Regions from separate parts of the Mus musculus genome. Here region 2 is linked to region 1. A link is a contact called in public HiChIP or PLAC-seq data. All regions are on one chromosome and are shown on one strand. The core of a region is the stretch at or near the end of the contact, and the rest is flanking DNA. Distances in the headings are between cores, read along the strand shown. Region 1 overlaps Gm51648 (a long non-coding RNA gene). Region 2 overlaps Plekha6 (pleckstrin homology domain containing, family A member 6).

Region 1 (7,058 bases), core at 2,109-4,608:
CTTCAAGTGGTGACTGTAACAATGTACTCCATCTTTCACAGAGTGGAGTTAACTATTCTCATAACAAAGAAATAAGAGTATGAGGTGATGTAGGTGCTAATTAGCTTATTCTAAAATATCCCATTGTTCTCCATAAGCATATCCAATTAGTATTTGTCAATTAAACAAAAAAAAAAAGAGGAAAAGTAAGCTGGCTTTAGTGGGTGAAGGTGCTTGCTGCCAAGCCTAATGGTGTGTGTTTGATCCCTGGGACCCACATGGGGGTGTCATCTGATCTCTAAATGTACACTACTCTACAACACAAAATAAATTCATAATAGTATGCCTAGAGCCTGCCTCTGTGATAATTTAGGAAGCTCTGGTGAGTTTCACAGCTATTTGAAGAGTGTCTCTTGGAGAATTATAGACCACCGTTTGTATTATTAAGGTTTAATAATTTTTATTATTTTTGATTGGGTTGGGGTGTGTGCACGTGAGTGCTGCTTCTCATGGGGGCCAGAAGAGGGCGTTAGATGCGCTGGAGCAGGAGTTCCCAGTGGTTGTGAGCTGCCTAAAATGGAGGTTCTTCCAGAAAGCAGGCCCAGGCCTCTGGATATGCCACAGCCATCTCTTCCAGGCTGAACCCTGGCTTCTGATTGGAGCAGGAGAGATTTGATTCTCACCTGGCTTTGCCTCTCCCTTAAGGATATATAACCAGATAATTTCTCATCTCCCTCGGGTCCTACCTGTTTATTTCACCTGAGAAAAAAAGAAGATTCTAGAGCTTTCTCCTTACATGAAGCTAAAATGGAAAACAGTCCATGTGTCTAAAAAAGCTATGCAAATGTTCAGAGAATATTATTGTTGTTGTTACTTTGAGCTTTGTATCCCAGGTTGGTCTTGACATGTTGAGGAGGCGAGGGTGACCTTGAGTGACCTTCTGGTCCTCTGCTGAGATTGTAGGCATGAACTGCATAGTTAATGCAGTGCTAAGGGCTGAATCTAGGGTCTCACGACCAACTGAGCTACATCCCCAGCCTCAGAGATTACTATTGATATGGTTATTGTTCTACAGAAAGAGCTACGACAGAACCTGACTTAGAGCTCTGGTTCCACGGATACGTGCTTTCTTTCAGGGGGAAAGAAGAAAGGGCTATTGGAGTATGAGCTACCTGCTGCTCCATGTTGCCTGCTTTAGACCAAGTCCTGGATGGTCAGATAAACCTTCTGTCAACTCCACAACACAGATCCTAGGTCCAGACTGTAAAAGTACAGAGCTTTTCTACACCCTCCCTTGTATCTGAATAATGACACAGAGACCTATTATATTTATTAATAAGCTTCAAGCACCAGAGCTGGGCAGATACTCATCTATTGTAACCCGACTATGCTGCCTACTACCCAGCCATGTGCCCCGTTACCAGCTGTCTAAGATAGGGTTTTACTGCTGGGAACAGACACCATGACCAAGGCAACTCTTATAAAGGACAACATTTAACTGGGGCTGGCTTACAGGTTCAGAGGTTCAGTCCATTATCATCATGGTGGGAGCATGGCAGCATCTAGGCAGGCGTGGTGCAGGAGGAGCTAAGAGATCTACATCTTCATCTGAAGGCTGCTAGTGGAAGATTAACTTTCAGGCAGCTAGGATGAGGGTCTTAAAGCCCACGCCCACAGTGACACACCCACTCCTACAGGGCCACACCTCCTAATAGTGCTACTCCCTGGACCAAGTATATACAAGCCATCATACCTGCCATCTTAGGCTTACCCTGGCTGCTCCTGTTCCATCTATGCCCTCATTGCGACTCTCATGGTGACCTTTTCTTCTCTCTGCTTTCCACCAGGGACAACCCCTCCCCACCCCCCCAACACACACTGGTATTGCCTGAACTCTCCTGCCCTGCTATTGGCTGATCAGTTCTTTATTAACCATTCTAGTGTGATGAGGAACAGTTTTCACACAACTTTGAGACAGGAGATGTTTCAAGAGTAATGACAATGACAGTGTCCAGACTGTATCCAGAACTCTGTAATCAGCATCTGAATACACAGTGCACAAAACCATTCCCCAACACCAGCCCACCCCTCCCTTTCCATTTTCCCTCACACTCTTCAGATCCTTCCCCATAGAGCTGGGGGGGGGGGGCGTGTCTCTGGGCAGAGTTCTGGAGTGAGCTTAGAGCTTGGGTGCCCTCTGGCTTGGTTTGCATTTGTCTAATCCTCATACAGTGGGGTACTGCCGAGCCTGACAGAAACCTGTGCCCTCCCTGCTGTGTGGGCAGGGCCTCTCATTTATGATAACGATACCCTGCGTTTATAGAGCGTCTTTGCTGTTAAGAGCCACAGCACTTTCTCTCTGTGCACGTTCCCATCCTTCTGAGGATGCAGACAGAAGGAAAGGGTCACAGTGACCTTGGGTCACTTTGAAGCATTCAGTGATTTGCCGGAGTCATGAAAGCATGAAGTGGCAGAGCCAGGATTTTCATTCCGGCATCAGGATAGTAGCTGGAGTGAGTTGCAAGGTTCCTTGACTCGCTGGCCACTGCCTCATCATCTAAGAGTTGGATCTGTGCCTGCTTGCCCTTGGCTTTGAGGAAGGTTGATTCACGGGGACCTTGGGCCCCATGGTCCCTGAAGATCATTGAGAGCAAGGAAGCAGGAGGCGGACGTAACCTAGAGGCAGGTCTGTGGTGGGTCATCTCGTGACTGCACAGCATGGCCATGCATATGGAACAAGCCCAGCGGTTGAATATTGTGGCAATGTGTCCCAAGAGGGCAGGCTCTGGGCCAGCTTCTTTGATTGGCTGTTGGGATCTGGGGTGGAGCATCTCCTGGCATTTTGCATCTTAGGAGCAGGTAGAGGAGGGCACTTGTGGCTCTGGCTAGAGTGGCCTGCTCCGCGCATGTGGGAAGTGGACTATTGGCAGCACGAGGTGGTTTTCACACACACATTTCCTGGTCGGTAAGGGCTGGGGATACCGGTCTGGGGCTGTTGGGGACCAGACAGGAGGCTGGCTGAGCTGGCTATTGCCTGGGTTACCTATTCCAGGGGCATCCTCTCCTTCCACCTCTCTCCATTCACTCCCTACTGCTGACACTATCTCCCTTTCTCTCTTTAGTCAATTATTTACTTAACAAATTTGAACTCCAGAACATGCCAGACAAGGCACACTTTTTCCTGATTCCTTCCTTCAAAGGACCCCGGCTACCCTCATGTTCTGCGTTTGCTCAGATTTGTGATTCCCTTCTCCCTCAGTCTCTAGCTTCGGAACCTTCTCCCCTCCCTTCGTTCCCGATCAGTAGCACCAGGAAGTGCTGAAGAGGGTGCAGCCTTCAGCGTGGGGGGTGTTTGTTCAAGGAGGGTTGGCGGGGCTTGGCTGTCTTGGCAGGGCGGGGCTGGAACACAGGCTTGAGTTCTTGGTTCTTGTGTGGCCTTGTCCTTCCCACACCTACCCTTCCTTCTATCCCCATGTCCCGCTGCTGTCCACTGATGGAGGCAGAGAGGCCGCAAAGCCCACCCAGCTGTTACAAGTGCTGCTTTGCTGAGAGGGCTTGCCTCAGGACCCTGGTTCAGAGGGAACTGCACCTGGGCCTGGTGATGCCCTCAGAGATGGCTGTTCCAGGGAAGGAAGGGCGGGACCTGTCTTCTGAAGATGACATGCCCAGGGGCTGCCAGTTTCTCTTAGGTGGTGCTGGCAGGACCAAGAGCTGTAGAGAACGAGGGTACAAGCTGTGACACACGCTTTTAATCCCAGCACTTGGGAGGCAGAGGCAGGGGGCTCTTCTCTACAAAGCAAATCCAGGACAGCTAGAGCTATACAGAGAGACTCTGTGGGGAGAGAGAGAGAGAGAGAGAGAGAGAGAGAGAGAGAGAGAGAGAGAGAGAGAACACGAGGATATAGTGCAATAGTTCTGCCAGAAAGGGAATAGCACCCTGGTTTTTTTTGTTTGTTTGTTTGTTTGTTTGTTTGTTTTGTAACAGGGTTTCTCTGTATAGCCCTGGCTGTCCTGGAACTCATCCTGTAGACCAGGCTGGCCTCGAACTTAGAAATCTGCCTGCCTCTACTTCCCAAGTGCTGGGATTAAAGGTGTGCACCACCACTGCCCGGCTAGCACCCTGGTTTCTTGCCCCATGTGTTCAGGTAGCTACAGAAAAGGTACCCCAGGCCAGAGCTAGAGACCTGGCCAGTTTCTAGGAGTTTGTTAAATCCTGGCCACAAGTTCACTTGATTTGCCATTTATTTTATCTATTTGGCTTTTGAGCTATGTTCTCCCATGGTCTAGGCTGGCCTGCAACTCTGTGTAGCAAAGGATGACATTGAACTCATGGAGGCATGGACCACCAAGTCTCACCAAGATGTCCAGGCTGCTCTTGAATTCACGTTTTAAATAGAAAAAAAAAAGTTGACTTTTATTTATCCATTGTGCGTGTGTTCACGAGTGCACACAAGGCACATATGGAGTCAGAGGATAGTTTGTGCGAGTCAGTTCTCTCCTTCCCAGAGTGGGCTCTGGATTCCAGGGATTGAACTCACGTTGCTGCAGGTGCCTTTAATCCGCTTAGTCATCTTGTCTCTCACCCCCTTGGACTCTTGGCCAGGAAGGCCATGGATTTATTATCCTCCTGTCCCAGCCTGGAATTACAGGCCTCTGCCACTGGGTTTAGCTTCTGATTTATATACTTAAATAAATTTATTTATTTGAGACAGAGCCTGGTGCTTATCAATTTAGCTAGGCTGGACAGCCAATGAGCTTGAGGGATCTAGTCCCTGACCCCACCCCCGACCCGACTCCTGCCACTGGAAGCCTTTTGAAGAGGTGCCTGGGACTCAAACTCAGGTCCTCAGGCTTGTATGACAGGACCTTTATTGACTGAGACATCTCTTACACCTGGTGATTTATATTAATTAATTTTTTTTTTTTTTGAGACAGGGTTTCTCTGTGTAGCCCTGTCTGTCCTGGAACTCTCTCTGTAGACCAGGCTGGCCTGGAACTCAGATATCTGCCTGCCTCTGCCTCCCAAGTGCTGGGATTAAAGGCGTGCGCCACCACTGCCCCGCTAATTTTTTTTTTTTTTAGAGATTTATTTATTATTGTAAATAGGTACACTGTAGCTGTCTTCATACACACCAGAAGACGATGTCAGATCTCATTATGGGTAGTTGTGAGCCACCATGTGGTTGATGGGATTTGAACTCAGTACCTTTGGAAGAGCAGTCAGAGCTCTTAACCACTGAGCCATCTCACCAGCCCAATTAATCCCCCCCCCCAATTTTGCATGCCATCCGAGTCAGTATTCTGTCTCTAGCCTTCTTCTGCTTACCCCTTTTTTTGTTTCGGAGAGCTATCTGGTTTACCACATACAGCTGTAGAGTGTTGTACTGCTGTGGCTTATCTTCCTGATGGAACTCTGTGTCTTCCTGTATTTTGCTTTTATAATGCCGCTTTTATGCTTCTTGTCTGTGTTGTCTTTAGAGCAAGGTTTAATCTAGGAGTGGCCATTCCTGGACTGCACATTTTTATTTATTTATTTATTTATTATTATATGTAAGTACACTGTAGCTGTCTTCAGACACACCAGAAGAGGGAGTCAGATCTTGTTACGGATGGTTGTGAGCCACCATGTGGTTGCTGGGATTTGAACTCTGGACCTTCGGAAGAGCAGTCGGGTGCTCTTACCCACTGAGCCATCTCACCAGCCCAATTAATTTTTTAAATGAAAACTTTTAAGCACGTGTAAGAGCAAAGTGGACGATGTCGTAACCCTCCTATGCCAAGGTTTGATCATTTGAAGTAGCTCACGGCTGGTCTTGCTTTCACCATTCCTAGTCCTTTTTTTCTGTCTTCTGATTATTTTGAAGAAAAACCTAGACAGCTGATTATTTCATCTCTAAAGGTGCTGACTCTTAGGAAAACATCAAAATATCTAAAATATCAAAATACCTAAACAGAGCTAACAAGTCTTACTAGTATTTGCATTTCTCTGTCCATCATATTTAAAAAATAGATCTTTCCTTTTGATTTGGCTCCAAATAAGGTCTGAATGTTGTGACAGCTGTCACGGCTCTCAGGTGACTCCTATCTGCGCTCTTTCCTGTGATGTGTTGCTGAAGGAACTAGGTTACCTGTTGCACAGCACTCTTCCTGTCCTGGGTTTGGGGAACCGAATCCCCAAACCCTCAGCACAGTATGTGACACACTCTGCTGTCTCTGTATCACCTGCAAAGGCAGCTAGAGGTAGGGCTTGATCAAGACCAAAGAGTCTTTTGGTGGCTTTACTTGGAGGAGTGGGGCGGGCAGGGTAAGACCCTCTCTCTCCTGTGTCTGCCCGCACTATCAGGACATGCTGTATCGCTTCTTTCTGTGGGATGTCAGAAGCCTTGGTGATCACTGCCTATGCCCATTCATTCATTACAGACTAATTGCCCATTAATTATTCCCTTTAATTAGACGTTGCTTCTTTGATTTCACAGTAAGTGATCACTTGCTTTAGAAAGAGGCCTCTTCCTCCGGGAGATGTTGTTGTAGGAGCTGAGACCAGACGGCAACAGGGTGGCTCATTCGCACCCATTCTGGCCTCTGCAGGTTGGGAAAGGGGAGAAGGCAGGGAGGTCAGTACTAGGTCCAAAGTCAGACCTGACCATCTTATGCCTTGCTCTTCAGACAGATTTCAAGTTGTGGTACTGGTGAAGGGCGGCAAAGCCTGAGACATTCTCAACAACTTCTTTCTTTTAGTTAGTTGTGAAATACAGCTCAGCTACATTTAATTAAATTAATGATTAGTCATGAGGTTCCCCTGGCTGTCCATAGCCTGTCCCTAGAGATTTCTGCTGCCTGTGACCTAATCTGCAGTTAATAAAGGATGCGTGCATGCATGTGCACATGCGCAAACACACACACATACAGAGGGAGAGGGGGAGGGGGAGGGGGAGAGGGGGAGGGGGGAGAGGGAGAGGGGAGAGGCTTGCTTCGGTGTAGCTTACTGTTAGAACATTTTCTTCTTCTTCTTTTTTTTTTTTTTTTGGTTTGGTTTTTCGAGACACTGTTTCTCTGTATAGCCCTGACTGTCCTGGAAC
Region 2 (7,058 bases), core at 1,203-3,702, 90 kb after region 1:
GTCAATGTGCACACACACACACACACACATATATACTTAAAAAGGAAAAATTAGATTTAAAAAAATAGTGCAAAATCCACCACATGAAAAGAGTCATCACTTTTACGTGATTCTGACGTGCCTTCTATGTGCTGAGCATTGGCCTGGGTCCCCTGAAGACAGTCATGGTAGCTCCTGGGTCCCCTGAAGACAGCCATAGTAGCTCTCCTAGCAGTGCTGTCCAGGGAATCATCATATTCCTTCATTTAACCCCATCAGTGTTGGCAATGATTTCAAATGTATCACCCATTTTATAGCTAGGGAAATAGAATCAAGAGAAACCAGGAGCTTCCTGGGCCACACCCCTGTAAGAACAGAGGTGGGTGGAGCCAAGGTATCTGTTTAACTTTTCTTTATAGTAGTAGGTTCCAGAAACAGAGAAGAAACAAGATGCAAATTCTACCTTCGTATGGCTTTGCTTGAGTTGATAGGTCAGACCTTCCATAGAATGAAACTATCAGAAATCAATATGGGACACATGGCTTCCACTGCCCATGGGTGCAGTACAGGCTGTGAGCACTGAGAGGAGACACTGATGAGGTCCTGTCTCTGGGCCTTGCTGTAGGCAGGTGTAGGGAAGCAGAGGGAAAGGAGGGTGGCTCTGTAGTGCAGGCTACGAGGGAGCCTGGTCAAGGATGCTGGTCAGGGCAAGGATACAGGGATAGTAAGGATGCTGGTCAGGGCGCATACACAGGAATAGTAGGAACTGCCTGGAGGGAGATGTGGGTAGAAGTGACTTGGTCATGACAGTGCTGTCCCCCAGGTGCGCCGTCACCGCAGCATCCATGAAGTAGACATCTCCAACCTGGAGGCAGCCCTGAGAGCCGAGGAACCTGGTGGTCAGGCATATGAGACACCACGGGAGGAGATCGCGAGGCTCCGCAAGATGGAGCTGGAGCCTCAGCACTACGATGTGGACATCAGTAAGGAGGTGAGTGGGTCCGGGAGGGGCCGTGGCAGGAGGATGGCCTGAATGGGAGGATGCAGGCGGTGACCTTAGACTCTCCACAGCTCTCTACTCCAGACAAAGTCCTCATCCCTGAACGGTACATTGACCTGGAACCTGACACTCCCTTGAGCCCGGAGGAGTTGAAGGAGAAGCAGAAGAAGGTGGAGAGGATCAAGACGCTCATTGCCAAATCCAGGTAATAGGCCTAGGCGAGCCAGCCACTCCACTGCCCTCCCTGTACCCAGGTTCCTTGGGCACTAGGTATCTCGGAGGCACCTTGCCTCCCCAGGGTAGAGAAAATAAAAGCAGTGGCCAGAGGCAGCAGACTATACCCAGACATCTGGCAGAAATGAGGATGCTGGTCTGGTCCCTAGAAAGACCTGCTGGGCTTGTGCACAAACCAGAGGGTGCCTCTCTGCTCATCCTCCGCCCCTTCAAGGCTGCCCCACATGTTCACTTGAACCTTTGAAAATTCATTTGAGAACATTGAGGGTAGGGGTCCTAACAGTCTTGCCAGGGTCTCCCTCACTCCTAGGGACAGCCTTGCTGGGCACCAGAGGCTGCACACTCAAAGGCCCCTGGCCCTCCCCACCAACCTCAGCGCAGGCCTCCCCAAGCCAATTGGACCATGCTGTCCCTCCCTCCATGTCTGTGTGTCTGTGCCTCTTCAGTATGCAGAACGTGGTGCCCATCGGCGAGGGGGACTCTGTGGACGTGCCCCAGGACTCAGAGAGCCAGCTGCAGGAGCAGGAGAAGCGGATTGAAATCTCCTGTGCCCTGGCGACCGAGGCCTCCCGCAGGGGCCGCATGCTGTCTGGTGAGAGGGGCTGGGCCTCGCTCCGCCAGGGACACCAGCTGACCAGGTGTAGGGGAGGAAGTGCAGCATTGCCAGGGGGGCAGGCTCAGGAGAGACGCCAGGCCAAGGAGGTGGTTCATAGGGTCAGACCGAGCATTCACTAAGCACTGGGTTTGTGCTAGGCTCAGTACGAAGGGGCCAGAGTGGCCGACCTCCAGGGGCTTAGCTGTCATGATGCTCACAGCCACTTTATAGAGGACTGGTCAGAGGCGGCAGGGAACTTGGGGCCATGTGCCTCTGGAAAGTCACAGAGAAGGCAATGGCACTTCCTTAGGAAGCATAATCACACTTACCACCATGGCTGAGAGGACTAGGTGTTTAGGATTCCTTCTGCTTTTCTTCCTTGCTACATGCAAACAGAAGAATGGAAAGATGATCCCCCTCCTTCCCCTCCCCCCCAAAAAAGACAAGGCAGACAAGGACTTGAGAGCTATTTCATCTCTATCTTGGCTGCTGATCCAACTTAACTTTCCTAAGAAGAGACCTGCTAGGAAGAGGAAGTGACTTCACACTGACACAAAGGTCCCAATTAGATACCATAGAGGTGAAGTCACTGGACTGACTTCCACAGGCTAGAGTAGCCTCCTGGAGGAGGGGAATGTGGCCCGGCTTTCAATGAAGGGGAGTCTGTATGAATGGGAGGGGCAGATAAGGTCGTGGTTAGCTTCATCCACACATAATAGGACCATCTTCTTTTGTTTCGTTTTTGAGACAGGGTCTGGCTATGTAACTCAGCCTGGCCTAGAACCTTAGGTCTTCCTGCTTAAGCTTCTGAGTGCTGGGATTATTGGCACACACCACCACGCCCACAAAGTGTGGACTTTAGTGGCCACAGTTAGGAGGAATGATATGAAGTCGGCCGTGGCTTAAGGTGATGAGCAGAAGTGAGAGAGACCAGGTTACAGGCCACGGTTACGCTAGTCCTGACGAGGCAGGAGCAAGCAGATAAAGATGGAATCAGGAGGGATGGGGCTCCAAGCCTTCATTTCCTCAGTGGTAAAATTCAGAACACCTGCCTTCAGTTCAGATGGTGCAAGGGTCAGAAGCAGCCGAAGGCAGCCCCTCACCAAGTGCCTGGTGTTTAGTGCTGGGACAACGGTGATGCTGCGGTGCTCGGTAGAGATGCTTGAACCAGTAAGAGCTGAAGTTGAAACGAGACCCCTCTGTGCCGTTTCTAACTTGATATATGTACGTTACAACCAGAGGGCTGTCAGTCACAACAAAGAAAGTATCAGTTAAACCTCCAGGGAGAAGCTGATGTAATTAGGAACAATGAACTTCAGGATGGAGGGCTGGGGAGGCACTGGAGGTCGCAGGTGCTCCAGTGTCCGGCTCTGCACAGACAGGTGCTGAGAGCTATGAGGGGCCATCTCCTTTCCTGGAGCTAAGGCAGCAGAACCAGTTTAGCTGCAGAGTAGGATGCTGTCCTTACTTTTCAAAAGTAACTCGAACTGACATTGAACTTGAGTCAAATTCCACATGCTTTGAGCAAAAGGTACTTCCCATTTCAAGAGGGTAGCACATAGCATGCTTAAAAACTCCCCCTGCCCTGCCACGGATCTGGCTTTCTGCATTGTTACCCAACAGTCCAGGTTTCATGGAAACAAACCTCTGGGGCCTATCCGATTTCCCTTGACAATACACGGGCTTACATTTCAGGGTCTGTGTGCTGAAAGCAAATGGTCATCGTGCTATTGCCAAAACCTCCAACAATTCAAAAAATGGCTATGGGAGCACCAGACCTCAGCCCTAGCCCGCTGCCCCGCTATCCTTGGCCCATGGCCTGGAGGCCCTAGAGCAAGCACTACTCCTGGGCACATGGGTGTGGATTAGCAGCGTGGGCGTAGGTTCATACCCAGGACACTGGGAGGGAGAGTGGCTGGGCATAGGTCCCAAGAGCAGCAGGCTTGGCATGGGTGTGTGTGTCATGGACAACCTAATCAGTGAGTGCTCTGTTTGTAAGTCTGCCAAACTGCTGTGTGCAGATTCAGTGTATACCATATGAGACGATGCGATGCGGCATTTCTGAGTCTGTGTACCTGGCACAGATGTCATGTATCTGGCAATGTTCGCAGATGTGTATCTGTGTGTATTTAGATGATCTGTGTGGGAGAGAAAGGAATGTTTGAGGGGAAATGTGGGGATGCATCTGCGTGTGTGTGTGTGTGTGTGTGTGTGTGTGTGTGTGTGTGTGTATGCACATCCAGTATGCAGGTAGAGGTAACATCTAGGAATGTGCATATTTATATGTGGCTGGCTTTTCATGTGTCAGGAATGCCATGATCTATCCCGAATGTTGTGCGCAGTGTACACTCTGTAGCACTTGTAAACATATCTGTGCATAGGGGTGGGGTGAATGCACTCATAAATGTGTGTGGCTACTCACGCATGCAAATACTCACGCTTTGAAGTGCCACATCTGTCCAACATGTGCTTACCACACACTTGAACTTAACGCATTTTAGTGGGTATAGTCAATATATATTTCACGTGTCTGTTTCGTTAAAGAGATGATATTCACATAACTGTCGTCTTTTCCTTCCTCAGTTAATACTGTCAGTATCCCTATGCCCCTGACTTGTGTTGAAGGCATGAGCCCAGGAGCTGCTGTCCCTGTGTGACTCTCTCTGTATCTAAGTGTGGTCCCCTCCTGCTCATATGTCATCCTCACTTTTCATAAAGGCGCTGTGCTCTCTTCATTTGTGCCTTCTTAGAGCTATGCAGGGCCTTTCAATGCCCCCTCTGTCCCTTTTCCAGCCCCGGCTTTCTATTTCCAATCTGAGGCTCAGAACACCAACAGGTCAGCACTTGTTAGAACTCAGAATAACAGTGGCCGGATCCACAGAACTCTGTAGGTAGATGTTAGAACATTTTGGCTTCCCAGGGAGCCTCTTTGCTTTCTTGTCGGGGTTATTGACAGGTTTAGAATCTGAACATGACCCATGAGTAACACTTCTTCGGTAATATACACATGAATGTGTTGGGAAGCATTTGTGAGTGGTTTTGCCTATGAGATGACAGGTATGTTGGATCACATGGAAGTACCGAGGCTTGAAAGTGAACAAACACATATTTGAGTTGTGTAAGATGAGTGTACCCATGTGGTGCTGTCAGATCCCGGGCATAATAGCATTATATGAAGGAGACCTGAGCTCACAACCACTGGAAGCAACCTGGGCTATACACATCCTGGGGATATGCCCATAGCAACAACAGGAGCCTGTAGCAAGAGCAGGAGCCACATGGGCCCTGTTGCACAGAGCTCAGAGAAGGCGATGATGCCCATGCCAGGGTAGGAAGCAAGGAGTTGGAAGTTTAATGGCGCATCTTGGAGATGCGGCGTGACTCCTGGCCGAGGTCTGGTTCTTCTCCTAGCCCAAGTGGGGACGCTCTCTCTGCCATCCTTCTGCCTTGGCTATACCGAGGATGCGCAAGAGTCTGGTGTCCTCCTAGAGGACTCTCCTGTTACTGTCTTTCCCCTTTGCTGTTCTTCACATGAAATGATGATAATAAAGTAAAATCACGTCAGTCCAAACGTCACAGTTTTAAAGTTCAAAATGACTTCCCAAGTGTGGCCTGCAGGTCCTCTGCCGGATCGGTCGGAACAGGTTCTCACGTGATCGTGGGGAGGTTCATTCTGAGCCGCTAGTCCCGCCGAGACTTTATGCTAGTCAGGAAACTGTGTTCTCTGGAAAGGATTATCCTGCTGGCTGTCCTACCTCTCTGTTAAGTGGCGGCCCGATGCCGTGGACTGGTGTGATTTTATTGCACTATTAATCATTATCATGGGTGAAGCTGCCGTAGATGGTGTAAAGTGGCTGGGTCCCCCTTCGTTCTGTCTGCACAGGGTAGAATAAATAAGCCAGTGCGTGGACAGGAAGGGAGTCTTTATCCCAGAATGGGGTTCAGCCTGGAGCACCATCACCCAGCTTCTTAGCGGAGCCTGGGTGTGGCCGGATCTCCTCTGGGATCTCTCTATTCTCCACTGCACCCTGGGAATTAAGGACAGCTATGCCTCTGCTTGAGCAAGCTTCCCAGCCCACCTTTTCTCTCTGCTTGCCTCCCTGCCTCGCTCCCTGCCCGGGGAGTGGCCTCGCTTGCTCTGGGCACCCAGTCTCCTCCCCTAGCATCCTTTGTCTCCTATTCACTCCCCTGTTCATTTCTGTTTCCAGTGCAGTGTGCCACCCCCAGCCCTCCCACCTCCCCTGCTTCCCCGACTCCACCAGTCAACCCCCTCTCGTCTGACCGCCCACGGGGCGCCGACAGCAGCCATACCATGCGGGTCTGAGCTCTGACGTAAGCACTTTTCTACTGTATTTCATGCACCCCAGGGAGGGGACCCTTCCCCCACCCCACTGAGTCATGATACCCTCCCATTGCTTCTCCCCATCCTGGTGCCCTGTGCGCAATGTTCCCTTCCATTTGTCCGCTTGAGCCACCAATGTCTCCGAGCAGTACTGGCTGCAGGTGACTGGCGATGCTGCTTCTTAGATATGGTGATGCCAATGACTCTGCTTCTTTGCAAGCAGAAGAGAATGGTGCTAATCCCACACCTGTCTGTTGCTCGGGAAGGTACTTCCCTGGCCCCCTACCTCCGTATCTGCCACCCCATACTTCCGGTCTGCTAATCAGCTTCATTCCCCAGCAAGATCCCCAGCAACCCTGCCACAGAACCCTAAGAAGGCCCCTAGCAGCCGAGTCTCCACTCCCAGACATTAATGTAACTGAGGGCAGCACTCAAGTAGCATAGCCTTGCTCTTCCTTCCCACCAAAGCACAGAGCCTTGTATCCAGAATGGAGTGGGCAGGGAAACCCTGACTACTTACCCTCCTTTCCACTCTGTCCAGGTTAGGGAAGGAATGGCTCCCCAGCTCTTTGTAACGAAGCATTTTATTCTCTAGAGAAGCTGGCTGGAGCTTGCCACCCTGGGATCACTTCTCACTGGCTTTTCTTTTTTCTAGTGCAAGCCCTGGCTGAGGCCAATGCTGTGAAGCTCCACAGAGCCACCTTCTGATAGCATCCATTGCACACCTGGGGCTCTGGCTTCTCACCCTGGCCTCCTGCCCTTGCACCCACCATGGGAACACGTCAGAGAGCCAGGCTGGGGACCGGGGCTGCTTCATAAAGGAACATGGATGCCTTCAAGTTCACATCTGCTGCCCTTGCCCTGAAGCCTGCACTGTCATGTTATGGTTCTAAGGCAAGACCCGGGCA

Evidence for each region. HiChIP or PLAC-seq counts read pairs in DNA pulled down with a chosen protein or histone mark.
Region 2: a contact with region 1 is called in an HNF4G HiChIP or PLAC-seq map of pancreatic cancer cells. The contact joins two enhancer-like sites. A contact is called at or near these places in 1 of 39 promoter capture datasets (embryonic stem cells), 1 of 15 datasets of contacts at CTCF or cohesin (liver), 9 of 484 Hi-C or Micro-C datasets (the G1E-ER4 cell line, LSK cells, the Patski cell line and 6 more), 7 of 115 datasets of contacts at active chromatin or transcription factors (embryonic basal ganglia, embryonic stem cells, extraembryonic endoderm stem cells and 2 more) and 3 of 9 other capture datasets (adipose tissue, liver and pancreatic islet).

Annotation. Positions count from the first base shown.
Region 1 is chr1:133,201,838-133,208,895 of GRCm38.p6, forward strand. Gm51648 (a long non-coding RNA gene) reads right to left here. Exons shown (of 3, transcript XR_003948006.1): 3 at 5,895-6,561. It also overlaps a transcript of Plekha6 not described here. Among named protein-coding and RNA genes, the nearest start is that of Gm51648, 8.8 kb to the right of the region's middle. Within about 2 kb of position 3,359, at least 26 of the 459 cell types and tissues checked have an H3K27ac peak or open chromatin away from gene starts, as enhancers often do. A contact at or near this core is called in pancreatic cancer cells, where this site is marked.
Region 2 is chr1:133,292,904-133,299,961 of GRCm38.p6, forward strand. It overlaps Plekha6 (pleckstrin homology domain containing, family A member 6), which reads left to right. Exons shown (of 27, transcript NM_182930.2): 23 at 803-970; 24 at 1,051-1,184; 25 at 1,660-1,805; 26 at 6,017-6,140; 27 at 6,806-7,058. The coding sequence ends at 6,132. Among named protein-coding and RNA genes, the nearest start is that of Golt1a, 13 kb to the right of the region's middle. Within about 2 kb of position 2,453, at least 54 of the 459 cell types and tissues checked have an H3K27ac peak or open chromatin away from gene starts, as enhancers often do. A contact at or near this core is called in pancreatic cancer cells, where this site is marked.